Linked DNA regions of Gossypium arboreum: region 2 is linked to region 1. A link is a contact called in public Hi-C data. All regions are on one chromosome and are shown on one strand. Each heading gives the region's core, a stretch centred on a gene start, on an enhancer-like site or on the middle of the called end of the contact. The rest is flanking DNA. Distances are from core to core; before and after follow the strand shown.

What was found. A called contact is a pair of places that touch in the nucleus more often than the background predicts.
Region 2: a Hi-C map of leaf shows a contact between it and region 1, with 2.3 times the contacts expected there. The contact joins the promoter of LOC108476603 here to the promoter of LOC108478878 in region 1. A contact is called at or near these places in 2 of 5 Hi-C or Micro-C datasets (both in leaf).

What each region holds. Positions count from the first base shown.
Region 1 is chr6:19,657,525-19,664,663 of ASM2569848v2, forward strand. LOC108478878 reads left to right here and starts at 3,803. Exons shown (of 2, transcript XM_017781335.2): 1 at 3,803-4,956; 2 at 5,191-5,687. The coding sequence starts at 4,290. The coding sequence ends at 5,540.
Region 2 is chr6:19,793,480-19,800,618 of ASM2569848v2, forward strand. LOC108476603 (protein ROOT HAIR DEFECTIVE 3 homolog 2-like) reads left to right here and starts at 3,314. Exons shown (of 7, transcript XM_053029916.1): 1 at 3,314-3,836; 2 at 4,467-4,533; 3 at 4,665-4,767; 4 at 5,241-5,311; 5 at 6,179-6,242; 6 at 6,326-6,391; 7 at 7,010-7,139. The coding sequence starts at 3,683. The coding sequence ends at 7,096.

The DNA.
Region 1 (7,139 bases), core at 2,553-5,052:
GTTCAGAATCAATTATATAACGCCACATAAATATTTCTTATACAGCCGATTATACAAGATCAATTATATCATCATATAGACACTTACATGTAGAGCCGAATACACAAGTTAAATAAAATATCACATGTAACCTATAGTTCAAATTCAAAAGAACATTACATATGGCCGAATATGCACATTCAAGATAATTTCACATATAACCGAGTATATAAATTCAATATAAGCTCACATGTAATCAAATATTAAAATTCAATGTAACCTCACATGCAGTCGAATATACCAGTTCAATATAAGCTTACATGTACTTACCTATGTGGCCGAACATATACAATGTAGTTTAACTCAATTTCATTTGGTCAATATCCACAATAACTTGAACTCTTATAATCATAGACTTGAAAATAAATCACCGGTACAAAACCTACTAGGCATAAGCCTGAATCACACACCGGCACAAGGCCTACTAGACCCAAGGTCTGATATTTATTCACCGGCAATAAGCCTGCTAGGCACAAAGCCCGATTAATGTCACCAGTACAAGGCTTGCTAGGCTCAAAGCCCGAATATCCCAATTATAGAATCATTCCACAACTTTTCATATATCGAATAGTCCAATATTCCATGTAACACATACACACTTTCAGGAGTTTTAAATCAGTCGAATAAAACTCAACCACATTAAATCTTTGATATATCACGTTCGGCTAATATACTAATAGATTATAAAATTTGAATCATCATAGTAAAATATTCTATGTTCAAAATGAACCATGTTTAATTGCTTAAAGACTTACCTCGGATATCAACGGACGTTACAAATCGACTATTCGACTATTTTTTATTTTTCCCCGATCCAAGTCCGATTTCCTTTGTTCTTGATCTATATAATTTCAAATTAACCTCATTTAAACATAATTTCACTTAATTTAATCCAACAACACATAAATGGGAAAATTACCATTTTACGTCTGATATTTCATACTTTTACAAATTAGTCCTAATTGCACAAAACACAAAATAAACAAAATCTCACAACAATGTAGTTGGGCCAAATTTTCCATATAACCATACTAGTCCATATATTTCATCTATTTCACATTTTAATCCCTCAATTTATTATTTTTGCAATTTAGTCCTAATAACTCAAAATCATTAAAAATTCCAATACAAAACATGTTAATCTAAAACATATTTTTGATATTTCATCATCAAACATCACAAAACACAAATATTCATTAATGGCATAACACAATATTCAACGAAATCAAAAATTTGAGCATGGGCCGGGTAGTATTCGAAGCAACGATCTCAAAAACGTAAAAATTATCAAAAACCGAAACAAAACATACCTTAAAATTGAATCAACAATGGCCGAATACCTAATTTCTTATTCCTTTCTTTCTTCTTTTATTTTCAGCAATAGCAAGGTAATATGAAACTTTATTTTATATATTTATGTTATGATATATTATGTAATATTTCATAAGTTACCAAATTAACCTTTATTAATTAATACAAAACCATTATATATAAAGGTCATAGCCGTCCATGCTAATATTAAAAGGAAAAATTGCAATATAAATTCCCCATATTTAAAAGCCACTAACATTTCAATCTTATAGTTTAAACTATCAAGTTTTTATTTTACGCGATTAAGCTCTTTTATTTAATTAAACACACAAACAATCAAATTTTCATACAAAATTTTCACACATGCAAATTCACATATAATAAACACGAAAAATAATATTTAAATATTTTTCTATCTCGAATTTGTAGTCTCGAAACTACCGTTCCGATTAGGGTCTAAATCAGACTGTTACAATAACTAAATAAAAAATGGAGATAAATGTATTTGGGAAACTTTATGGAACACAAAGATAGAAGTTTTAAGAAACCAAAAATGGAGGAGGCTCCAAAAAATCTAAAGATGGAAACTTTACAAAAGCAAGAGTGGAGGAAGTTGCAAAAAAAAGAACTCAAAATCGAAACTTTATGAAATCTCCAATGAAAAAAGTTAGAGCTTGACAAAAACTTGGAAAAAAATCGAAACTTGAGAAGTTAAAAAGATTGAGCTATGGATTTTTGCTAGGTTTCGCCAGACAGCGCCAAAACGTAAAGTTTTCTTTAAGTTGGTGTGGATCGGGCTTGTTAAGGTGCTTCGAGAGGCTTGACTTGATCTACAAGACTAAATGATAAGCTAAGGTATATCAAAGTTGACACTCTGATCACTCATTGAAGCTTAAGTCAATTAAGGATCTATCGTTATAAAGACTTTTAGTGAAAAAGATAAAAGATGAGAGAGGAATAATACGTCATGACCTTATGCTTGATCCCTAAGCTTGATTTTTATTAATTGATAGTGTAAGGAGTAATCCCACACTGAATCAAATAAAGTTGATAGTGCTTGACAACTTACATATTTATCCTTCTTTATATTATAGTCTAAAAAAGTGCATATGTTTTGAGAAATTGATTGAGATTTATGTGTTTAAGCTTCAAAGAAAATTATATGAAAAGTATAAAAATAGGATTTGTTAAATTCAATATTTTCAAATTTTCAAATTCAAATAGCGATTAAGAAATTTATGCATTTGAAAATTTATCATAAATATTCCATTTTTAAATATTTTATTATTCAATATATTGTTTTTAAATTAATCTAAAATTTAAAATAAAAACGCTACTTCAAGGATTTATATAGGTTGGTTTTGTACAGGTAAAGTGAAAAGAGCGAGCCAAAAACTTGGAACGAAAGGACTAGTCATGAGACCCCATGGATGGTCCTCTCTTTGGTCAAAACCCTAGTCAAAGTGACCCCATGGCAGAAGTTTTTCTACCACATTTTCCGGTCCTAGCTGGCAGACAAATGAAAAGCAAAGAAAAGGGTTGCTGATGTGGCACTGAAGCCTTTAAATGTCTTGCCTTAAAAGACGAAATTGACATCTTTGTTATCCCCAAAAGACCAAAACTGTTTCCCTTCGTCTTATAATTAAATTGCATTGTCCAAACCACCAAACCCTTGAAAGGGTGTTTTATGTAATAATCCCCCCAACGTTACCATGTGACACATTCTGCTACTCGTTTCTCTTAGCTATTTCTTTGCATGGCGTGGGACTTATTTAAGAAGCCTAACCAAATGATTAGGGTGTTGTTTGCCGATTTGTTTAGTCTTTTAATGTAGATCTCTCTTGTCTGATCTTGTTTACAGGAAATATAACGCCACGCTTGTTATTCATTGCCTCATTGCCTGTATCTTATTGATCACTATGAACATATCATATTAATATTGCAGGTGCCTTTTTATTTTTGAAAAAAAAAAAAGTGGACAAGTCAATCTTGTGTTCGAATTTACTTTTCAGTGAAGTTTAAAGTCAAATGCGACATGGACATAAATTACTTTAAAAAGTAGGAGAATTCCTTTGAGGCATGTAAGTACGTGTTGTCTGAGAAGGTTTGTAAAGTTGTTAAAATGTGTGTTTAATTATTTTTTCATTACTTTAAATTGTAGGGAAGAAAGATATAGATGTAGTTGAAAAGTTGAGTGATGATTGGTGGCTTAGGCTTCGTTTGGATGGGCGATTGACTGCGGTGCAGTGTGTTTAACTTATTTTTTATCTCACGCTGCAGTATCGCTATAGTATTTAATCTCACCGCCATCACTATTTTTACACTAATCGCAGTTAAACACAAAGCCTATCCAAACTCACCCTTAATCACTTTTGCCACAGGGCTTACATGGTGGTGAACACTCTCCCCCCACAGTATATATCTTTTTCTCTATCCCTAATTGTCTACCCTTTCCTAGAAAAACAACCCTCTCTCTCCTCTTTCTCTCTCTGAAAATTTTTTTTAGGGGTTCATTGTTGTGTCAGTTTGAGTGGATATGCTTGGCCTTTTGTTATAATTAATGGTAGTTAGATCTCTCTCTCTCTCTCTCTCTCTCTCACTTTGTAGGGAGGCAGTGGTTTGAATAAGTAGTTTTAGATTTCGACTTTAAACTTAGAAGATTTCATTTGATAATTTGAATGGCTTTTGCTGGTTCTCTCCTTTTCTTTTTCATAATATAAGAATACATTTAATTCTCTTCTAGAAATCGCCAAAACCATGAAACAGCATAATCTCTTTATGTTTATCTAGTCACTGATCATTTTCTTTAGGTTGACTTGAACTCACGTTAATTCCTTGGCCTAAGTTTCATTCTTGTAAAAAGGGTTAATATCTAGCTCCAGCTTCTCTTTCCTCTCTCTCTCCCTATGTTATTTTAGGGTGTTGCAGGCACTTTGGCGATGGCTGATCAAGGTGGTAACAACATTGGAATGAGGGAATATAGGAAAGGGAACTGGACTGTTAATGAAACAATGGTATTGATTGAGGCAAAGAAGATGGATGATGAGAGAAGAATGAAGAAAAGCTGGGAGGGTGAAGGGAAGGGCAAACCAACAGAGCTGAGATGGAAATGGGTAGAAGATTATTGTTGGAGTAGAGGGTGTTTGAGGAGCCAAAACCAGTGCAATGACAAGTGGGATAATCTCATGAGGGACTACAAGAAAGTGAGAGAGTACCAAAGGAGAACAGCTGGAGCTGGGGATAACCAAGGATCTTATTGGGAAATGGAGAAGAATGAAAGAAAAGAAAAGAACTTGCCTACTAACATGCTGCGCCAGATATCTGAGTGTTTGGAGGAGGTGGTGGATAAGAAAGGAGGTCAAAGGGTGGTTCTGCTTGCTACTGCCACTGCTAGTGGCTCACTTCCCATTCCCAACATACCGGATGTTATGGATAGACCAATTACTAGCGTGCAACTGCCTCCTATATTGCAACATCAACTTCCACCTATTCCAGCTGCAGTTCCATTACCTCTAACAGCACCGCCGCAACTTCCGCTACCGACAGCTGCTCCTACACCACTATTACAACCACCTTTTTCGTATGCTCAGCCATTGCCCACAGTAGGTACTCTCTCCCTCTCTCTAGCTTGCCTTGCTCACATGCATCATTGCCCGTACATAAATAGTAGATTTCAGTTTTTTAAGTAGTAATTTTGACGGGTCAGCACAAATTCCAATGATTTAAATTGGTACGCCACGTTAGAGACTACTTTGTATGATGATCTCTGATTTTTGTATTGATTGATTTCATTGGTTCCATATATATATATTTATGTTTTGGAGATGTGTGATGGCACAGATTCGGATACAAGTGAGTATTCAGACTCACTAGCAAAGCGAAGGAGAAGATCAGGCGGCAATGGGGAAGGCACCAGCAGCGGCGCTGCTACTGCAAACAACTCAAATGAAGCGGGCATAGCAATATCGAAAAGTGCTTCCATTATAGCAGAAGCCATCCAGGCCAGTGAGGAAAATGAGGAGAGAAGGCATAGAGACCTTGTTAGTTTACATGAGAGAATACTAAAGATTGAAGAATCTAAGACAGAGATCAACAAAAGAGGCATTGATGGCCTGGTTGATGCCATTAACAAGCTTGCTAATTCCATCCTTGCTTTTGCTTCCCATAAAAACCAGTCAGCTCCAAAGTGATGCTCTTTATGGTTCCAATTATGTCTTAATTAAAAGTCCCTAATCTCCTTTATGTTAAGTGTTTAAGCTCGCATGTTTTGTGCTTAAACACATACAAGGGCAGGTTGTACTACTACCAAAAGTGAAATATCAGCAAACTGTTATGCATTTGGGACGTTTATCTTAAAGGAAAGTATTGTGTCCATATATTGCTTGAGTGTGATGTGGATTATGCACTGCTCTTTAAATTAGCATGTTAAACAGATATGGGAATATCAAAACTCTACTATTTCTTTTTTATGAAACAAGTTCTACCCCCAAACAAGCAACCATTTCACAAGTTCATAAATTCTGATACTAATTTTAAGTGTGAATCAAAGATGCCATGGTGGTGAGGTGGAAGGGGGAAGCTACTCAAGATGATGCTGCAACTGGGCATTGACCACTAATTCTCTGAGACTGGTCAAAGGCGACCAGTCAAAGGATCTCCGAACTGAACCCTCTGATCCTGACCCAAGGATGTGATGGTTGCATAAATTTACAGAAATGCTATTGTGACTATTATTTTTTATTAGGGTAAAGTCCATAATACAACCGAGCCCGAATACTGATAGAAGAGTTCTAATTCGACAAAATTCGATATTTTACTTTTGAGTTTGATTAAATTTATTTATTGTATTTAAATTTGTACTATTATTCAAATTCGATCAGTTAAATATATAAAAATGATAATAAAATAATTTAATAATATAAAAATATTTATAATATATTAAAAAGAAAAAGTCGATAAGGTTTGTGATTGGTTCGAGTTGAGTAATACTAAGTTTGAATTCAACTTTATTAATAGCTTGAACTTCTCGAACTTGGCTTGATAATTATCGTATTGAGTTGAAGTGTTTTTAATTAAACCTGAGTAATTTGTGAACACCAATATTTTATTTACACCCGTAAATCCACGATGCATAAGATTAACAAAAATATATATTTATCCTTGTTGATTTACTTTTAAGGTAAGGTTTGGAAAATTATTGAAACTTATTCAAGAAATAAATTTTAAGATGGTTTTTTTAGAAATATATTATTTAAAAATCTAATTTAGGGGTGGGTGTTCGATCGAATCAAGTAAAAAAATTTTCGAGTTAGTTGAGTTGACAAGTCCTATTTTATCATCCTAAATTTATTTGAACTTTTTTTTAATCAAGTCGAGTTGCATAATTTTTTCAAGTTAAATTAAAAAAATTAAATCAACCATATTGAAATATTGTTGACAATATGACTGAATTCCGAGTTGAAGAAAATAAATACCATATATATATTAAATGATAAGTGTTAAAAGTAACATGTTTTAACCTCATTCTTAATGCGTTTTTGGTTGATTATTCGATGTTAATTGTAAATTTTATACTCCTAATTCTTTAAATCCATGTTTTAATACTTGATAGAATACTTGGGAGCAAAAGGAGGAAAAAATGAGTGAAAATCGGAGCAAGTTACAGGAGGCATATGGATTGAACCATTCCACATGGTCGTATGACCCACACGAGTGTCAATAGGCCATGTCAATTTCATGAGATTGCACACCGAACTGCGGAAAATAGCAAATTTTAATTTTTCAGGCAT
Region 2 (7,139 bases), core at 2,064-4,563, 140 kb after region 1:
TTGGTACTAATGCATGAAAGGTCTATTAAGTGTTCAGGTTTGTACACCGCAGTGGAGTTTAAAGGGGTCCGTCGGGACTTTAAACACGATCTTTGAAAGAAAAGCCCATGGCCATGGAACCATATCGTGTAAGACCATAGCTAGTGGGCTATGGCATCATATGGAAAAAACCAAAGGAAGGTTATTACCTAATGGGGTTCTCTGCATGACCCCGAATAGTGAGGGGCAAACCTTACAAAATGTGAGTCTAGGCAAATCCTTATCATGAAAATGCAAGAAAATGGAAGCCTTAGTGGCGATCTAAAAAAATGAAAGTCTTTGTGGCAAATCTTGTGAATAGTACCTTTGTGGTGCACTCTAAAGAATGAATTTTGTGGCAAACCTTCAAAAAGAAACGCCTCCATGATTCTAAAAGAAACGCCTCTGTGATGAACTCTAAAAGAAAGAAATGATTTCTATGACACATTATGAAGGAATGAAATTATAGACAAATAGGGAATGAACAATATGAAGGCAGATTCTAGACTTAGAGCCTTCGTGGCAAAAAAAATAAAGTATATGCCCTTGTGGCGGGTTCGAAAGGAACATCCTCTATGGTGAATACTATAGAGAAAGTTTTCACGACATACATAGAATAGGCTACACCTGTGGTGTATTCTAGAAAGGCTCCCAAGAATTTAACCATGAAGGACGCTTTTTGTGGCAAACTCTATACTAAATAATAGACATATTTCTTACTGCTCCTAAATGCAAACAATGAGATCAGTAAGCTCAAAATGTATCTTGGGTATTATGGTAAGGTACTTGATATGATTAAGATTTATACAAAGATTGAAATTAAGAGATATAGTGAGGTAATCAAAAATTAACGTAAACATGATACGCTTGAAAGGAAGCATCGATTACCTGTGTATGGGTCTCTTCCTGAAGTTTGAGGAAGTTATAGCTTAGTGAATGGATAATGTAGGTAAGGTCTCAAAGGCACTGAAGAGAAGGAAATGGTCTTAGAGTAAGGTATGGTAACGAACGTGAATAAAGAAATGGAAGTAGAGGTAGCTTTTATTAGAAACTCGATGAAGAATAAGAGCAACAAGATGGTTCTTGAAATATTAAATGCGGTGTGCAAGTATGATTCAGGTAAATAGTGTTTACCTCAATAAGTTTTGTTGAACTTATCTTTGCATGTTATGTTTTAAATGGGTTTAAGGGTCTTTGCCTGGAAGGATAACGCTAGGCTACGCCAAAGAAGTGGCATATTAGGCTATTATGCATACAGAGCGAGCTTGATGGCGAAATCGAGTCTGAGCTGATAATTATGGAAATTTCAATCGAGGGGAATAACTATGTAGACTAGGGTATCAATTCAATTCTAATTGTAATTAAATTCTCTATGTATACTATTTGAATTTCCTCATTGTTTACACTTTTGTATTTTATTAAAAAGATTGAAATCTAGTAGCTGGAATCATTTGTAATTCAAATAATTAAGCTTAAGTACACTGTATTTGTGTGGTAGCACCTAAGATTCTGGTCTGATTCATCGGACTGCATTTGGGGTGTTACAGTATCTATGAGGAGATTGAGTACATTGTTAGGAACTTTAGGGATCTTCTAATGGTTCAAGGAAGATGGCCTTAGTTAATTTGGAGTCTATATGCCAGCCATGCTCTTATAGAGGTCTCGGCATTAGCCACTTAAGTGACCAAAATAAGGCTTTTTTTATGAAGATAGGGTTTGTGCTACTAAGAAAAGATAAAACTTCATGAGTTCGTGTTCTTAGATCTAAACACGATATGAAAGCGAGACTGTTGGAGAATATTGCGCGAGGGAGATGCTTCTTTCTTTAGAGGGCTCTTGCTAAGGTATGACCTTTACTGCTTGAGAATATTGTTTGGTCATTGGGGAATGGTAGATCTATTTGGTGTTGGAAAGACTCCTAGGTTCCTCATTTAGGGCCATTGATTAAACAAATCACTTTTTTTGAAAATATTATGTTTGATTGTCGGCTTAGTGAAATGATAATAGTTGAGGGATCATGGGACCTTGACCTTTTCAGGGTATAGATTTCGGAATATTGCATTAAAAGAATTGTGAGTATTCCTTTGCCTCATCCAGATGCGTGGTTAGATCGTTTAGTGTGGCTAAACAATTCGATGGGATCGTTTTCAATAAAGAGTGCTTATTGGACTATCAGGGAGAGATTCTAGCATCCCAAAGACAGGCATTAGAAAATCGTTTTGAAGTATCAAGGGCCGCAACGAGTCCGTTTCTTTTTTTGGCTTGCTTTTAAACAAATACTTTTTACTAATGATGAAAGAGTAAGGAGGGGAATTGGTCACGATGACTCTTGTTTGTTTTGTCAGCATGGGAAGGAAGATGTTTTACATGTGCTTAGAGATTGTCCAGTTGCATCGGCTTCAGGTTGTGGCCTTTGGCCAACATTCCAGGTTTTTCTCCAAAAACTTAGCTGAATGGTTGGAATATAATTTAAACGATAACTTATGTTTTATCTAATGTGGGGGGTTAGTTGGGTCACTCTTTTTAGGTTGCTTGTTTGGCGAATCTAGAAAAATAGAAATTTATTCATCTTCTAGAGTCTATCTTGGTACACCTTTGTAATTGTTAAATCATCGATTAGTTGGGAGAAACAATATATCTTGGTGCACAAGAAAACCTCAATTAGTCAGCAAGGAATTGAGTCACATCTACCATTGTCAAGTAATTGTTGCTTTTTTTAATACTAATGGGGTGTTTAATTTGGTTTCTAACATAGCTTCTATCGGGGGTGTTGTGGGAACTAAATGGTGATTGGATCTTGGGTTATAATCATTATTTGAAGTTTGTTTAGTGTTTGAAACAGAGCTTTGAGAGATTTTAGATGGCTTACTCTTGTACAAAAACGGGGTCTGGATAGAGTGTTTATTCAATTTGATAACTTAGAAGTGGTCAAAATCATTCAAGAAAGCCGGCCAATAAATTCGTCTTCAACCTTGGTAAGGAGGATTCTTTAAATACTTTATTCGATCGAATATTAGAGAATTAGGTACGTTTCAAGGGAGGAGAATAGAGTTACGGATTCGCTAACTAAAATAACGTCTGATAAGGACCATAACGTTCAACTATTCGAGGTGGTTCCCGGGGATCTCTTACATTTATTGGCATCTGATATTAATAGCAACGCTTTTGGCCTAGTTTAGCTCATTGTAATACGTATTTTTTCTTTTAAAAAGATAATACTTCTATACTTTAAATATGTTGTCATAGAATTTTCCGGTATATATTAGATTGACCGAAATCTCCAATCCAATTTTCCGGTATATATTAGATTGACCGAAATCTCCAATCCAAATTACACCAAATGAAACCCAATTAAGATTTCCATTATTAGAGTGATAATTATTCAAAATAGATTTCCATTATTACAAAAGGTTAAGAAAAGAAAAACAAAAAGAAATTATCGCAAACCGAGGGACTGTAATCTCTGGTCACAGACAAGGCGGATGTTTCTCTTTGGATCCATCAACTCTACGCATCACCTTTTCTACCCATTTTCCTTCGATATATCTCTGTGTTTAATAAAATAAAATAAGGAGAACGTAGACCTACTTTGCTTCCTTTCACTCTGTGTTTAGAGACCTATCTTTGAATTTTTTTTTGGGGAATCCTTGATCCGGTTTCGCGGATGGCGGAAATAGACCACTGTTGCTCCACTCAATTGATAGATGGAGAAGGAGAGTTCAATGTAGTTGGACTCGACAACTTCATTCGGACCACTAAGCTCACTAACTGTGGCCTCTCTTATGCCGTCGTAGCTATCATGGGCCCCCAAAGTAGCGGTGCGTCTCGTTTCCGTTCCTTTCAACCTTCGCTTCCTTTTTACGTTTTGTTTCTCTGATTCCTGCATGTCGATTTTTAGATCTTCGAAGTTTCTTGGATTAGTTATTATTTAAATTCTAGTAAAATAATATATTTTTCAACATTTATTTTAGTTAAATTTTCAGTTAATCGATTACTTAATTTAGGCGAGCAAATCGAGTTTCTCTACTATACTGGGTTCTCTTCTGTTAACTCTAAATTGATACCAAATTTTGAGTGAAGCTGATTGACTGTGTTTGTTTGAATTCGGCTTTACAATCTCTGTAAGAAAATCTTTTCATTCAAAATTTTCGTGCCGTGACTTTCTCATGGTGTGTAATTTAGACAAGTGAAATTTAGTGGATTTTATAAGAAAATTTCAGCTAAACGTTTTGAATGGCTAATGCTTGAATATTAATGTAGTGATTACCATTAATCCTTGCTTTATAAATTTTTTATGCATGACTGTTAAATTCTTGATTTTTCTCTGAAGTTTAGTTTCATTACTAATCCCATAGGCACGTGGTTTATAGGGGACGCCAGCATGTTGTTTTAACTCTTTCGCTATCTATGTGTCTTGTAGGCTAAAAGGCTTTATCTTTATTTGATAGGGAAGAGCAACCTGTTAAATCATCTTTTCCAGACAAATTTTAGGGAGATGGATGCATTCAGAGGAAGGTTTGTTCTTTAATTTTTCATATTTTATGGCTTCAAAAGGAATAAATATTACATCTGTCTTATTTCTCTCTTATGTACATTTTCTGCTTCTTCTTTTTCACTATATGCTAACGGACATAATTTCATTGCAGGAGTCAAACTACCAAGGGTATTTGGATTGCAAACTGTGTTGGCATAGATCCTTTCACGGTTGCCATGGATTTGGAAGGTACTGATGGAAGAGAAAGAGGCGAGGTAACTAGCCTTTTTAAAATAATTTTGGTTGTTGAAGATAAAAAGGGCTTTAAAGTTGTTTCATCTTTTCTTTTTTTTTTTTTTTTGGGGGGATGGTGGGATGGAGAAGGCTCTATCAGTAACAATGAAGTTTGTATCAAATTGATGGTGTTAAATTTCCTCAGAGTTTGTTTTGTTTTGGCAATATATGTTTGTCTACATCTATACTGGCTTGGGGGGTTAACTGAATGTATATCTCAATTCCTATTTGCTGTGCATCGCCTTAGTCCCTGAACTCACCCTCCCAGAAACCAACACACATGAATACAGACTGACTTGGAAGCATATTGGTGTTCTGGTTTTACAATGGACACTTCAATATATGAATGGTTACTTAAAAAATGCCAACTAAATAATAGTTTTGTTCATTTCTGTCTCATCAGGTGCATTTCTTTGTTACTATTTGTTCACTGATTTTTTCCCCCCATTTCCAGGATGACACTACATTTGAGAAACAAAGTGCCCTTTTTGCTTTGGCCATTGCTGATATTGTGCTAATAAACATGTAATTATCTAAATAGAACCGTTATTGCCTCATGCATTTGATGGTTATGTGCATTTTATTGGAGCTTACAGCACTCAAACTATGTAACCTGGAGAAATTTTTGCAATGAACCAGCATTGGACTTTCTAGTGAGTGAAAATAATAAAGGGTCTGTTGTCTCAAAAGTGAAACAGTCAGTCGTACTGCATTTGTTTCAGAATTTTATTAGAACACTACATATCCTTTTAGCCTGAGTGAAAAGAATAAAGGGTCTGTTGTCTCAAAAGTGAAAGAGTTGTACTGCTCTTGTTTCAGGATTTTATTAGAACACTAAATATCCTTTTAGCCTGTCTTTGCATTTTATTTTTTTTGGATTCTTGGTATTTGAATTGTGTATACTGGATGAACAAAACATGGACCTTTTAAAAACTTTCTCCGAGGATGTGTGAAGCGTAAAATTTTCAATATCGTGCGTACCCAAACATAAATTGATTGGCCTGAGTGAGTTGCCCAAATTCTAGCAGTAGAGATGAATGTCTGTTGCCTCCATTCCTCTCTAATGGCTCTGGTGGGGGTGTTATTTTTCCTTTTCTAGTTTTGATCTCAAATAAACTAGAACTAAAAATAAATAATGTTATAATATGAAATCTTTAGAATCATTAGGAATATAGCACAATTTCTAAAATTTGATCTATCGAAATAAATCATAGTTCTTACATCATTGTTTTCATCCATTCTTTAATATTCTTTTGGTGCATTTCAATGGTCAGGTGTGGGTTTGGGCGTTTGGCTTTTATCAGGATCTGATGACACCTTTTTTTTTTTTTTTTTGGGAGAGGATCCGAGAAATAAAGCTAGATATTAATCATATATTGGATATTGATATAGGTGGTGTCATGATATTGGTCGGGAGCAGGCTGCCAACAAACCACTTCTGAAAACAGTTTTTCAGGTACTAGTGTGTACTTAATCCTGTTGTCGTCTGGATTTCTGCTTTATATTGTGCTTGATAGTCTTGTTGCTGTTTTAATCTAGGTTATGATGCGTTTATTCAGCCCCCGGAAAACAACGCAACTGTTTGTTGTACGTGACAAAACAAAGGTCTGGACTAATGTCATTTCGTTTTCTTCTAAACTAATTTGTCATTCTTTCTGCTAAAACCTTTGAAATATTCTTTTTCCCTTATGATTGTTTATGTAGACCCCTCTTGAATATTTGGAGCCTATCCCGAGAGAAGATATTCAAAAGGTAACAGTAAAACCCAAATTTTGTCCAGGCTCAACAAGCAGAGCTCAAAACACTAAATAAATTAACAGTTTAATTAACACCCTACTAAACCAACTATTAAACCACCCCATTAATTCCATCCCACTAAATCACCCCACTAACTCCATCACCTCATTTGCTTGTAAAAAGATTGCCTGCAAAAAAAAAAAGGCAATCAGTTGTAAAATTTGGCTATAAAAGTCATTCAAAACTATTGTAAAGTTTTTTTTTTTTTTGAGAAAAAAGGAGAGAGATTCGAATAGAAACTTTCAATACAAGAAATATATGAGATTAATCAAAAAAATAAAGTAAAAGAGGTGTTTTTTCGTCTATTCTTGTTTTAAGTTTTTTGTTTATTTTATTTTATCTTTCAATTTTATTTTGTTTATTTTACATACGAAAGTAAAAATAAAGGAGAAGAAGCTTACCCATTTTGAAATTGCCGAAAAAAAGAGTTTTTTTTTTGTCCAGCTGCTGTGTACGATGGTGCCAATGGCGACGCGTGGAGGTCCGCTAACTGGAGCAAGGTCGGACCTATAATTTAGAAGGGAAGAGAACAGTGTTATTATTATTATTTTTTTTT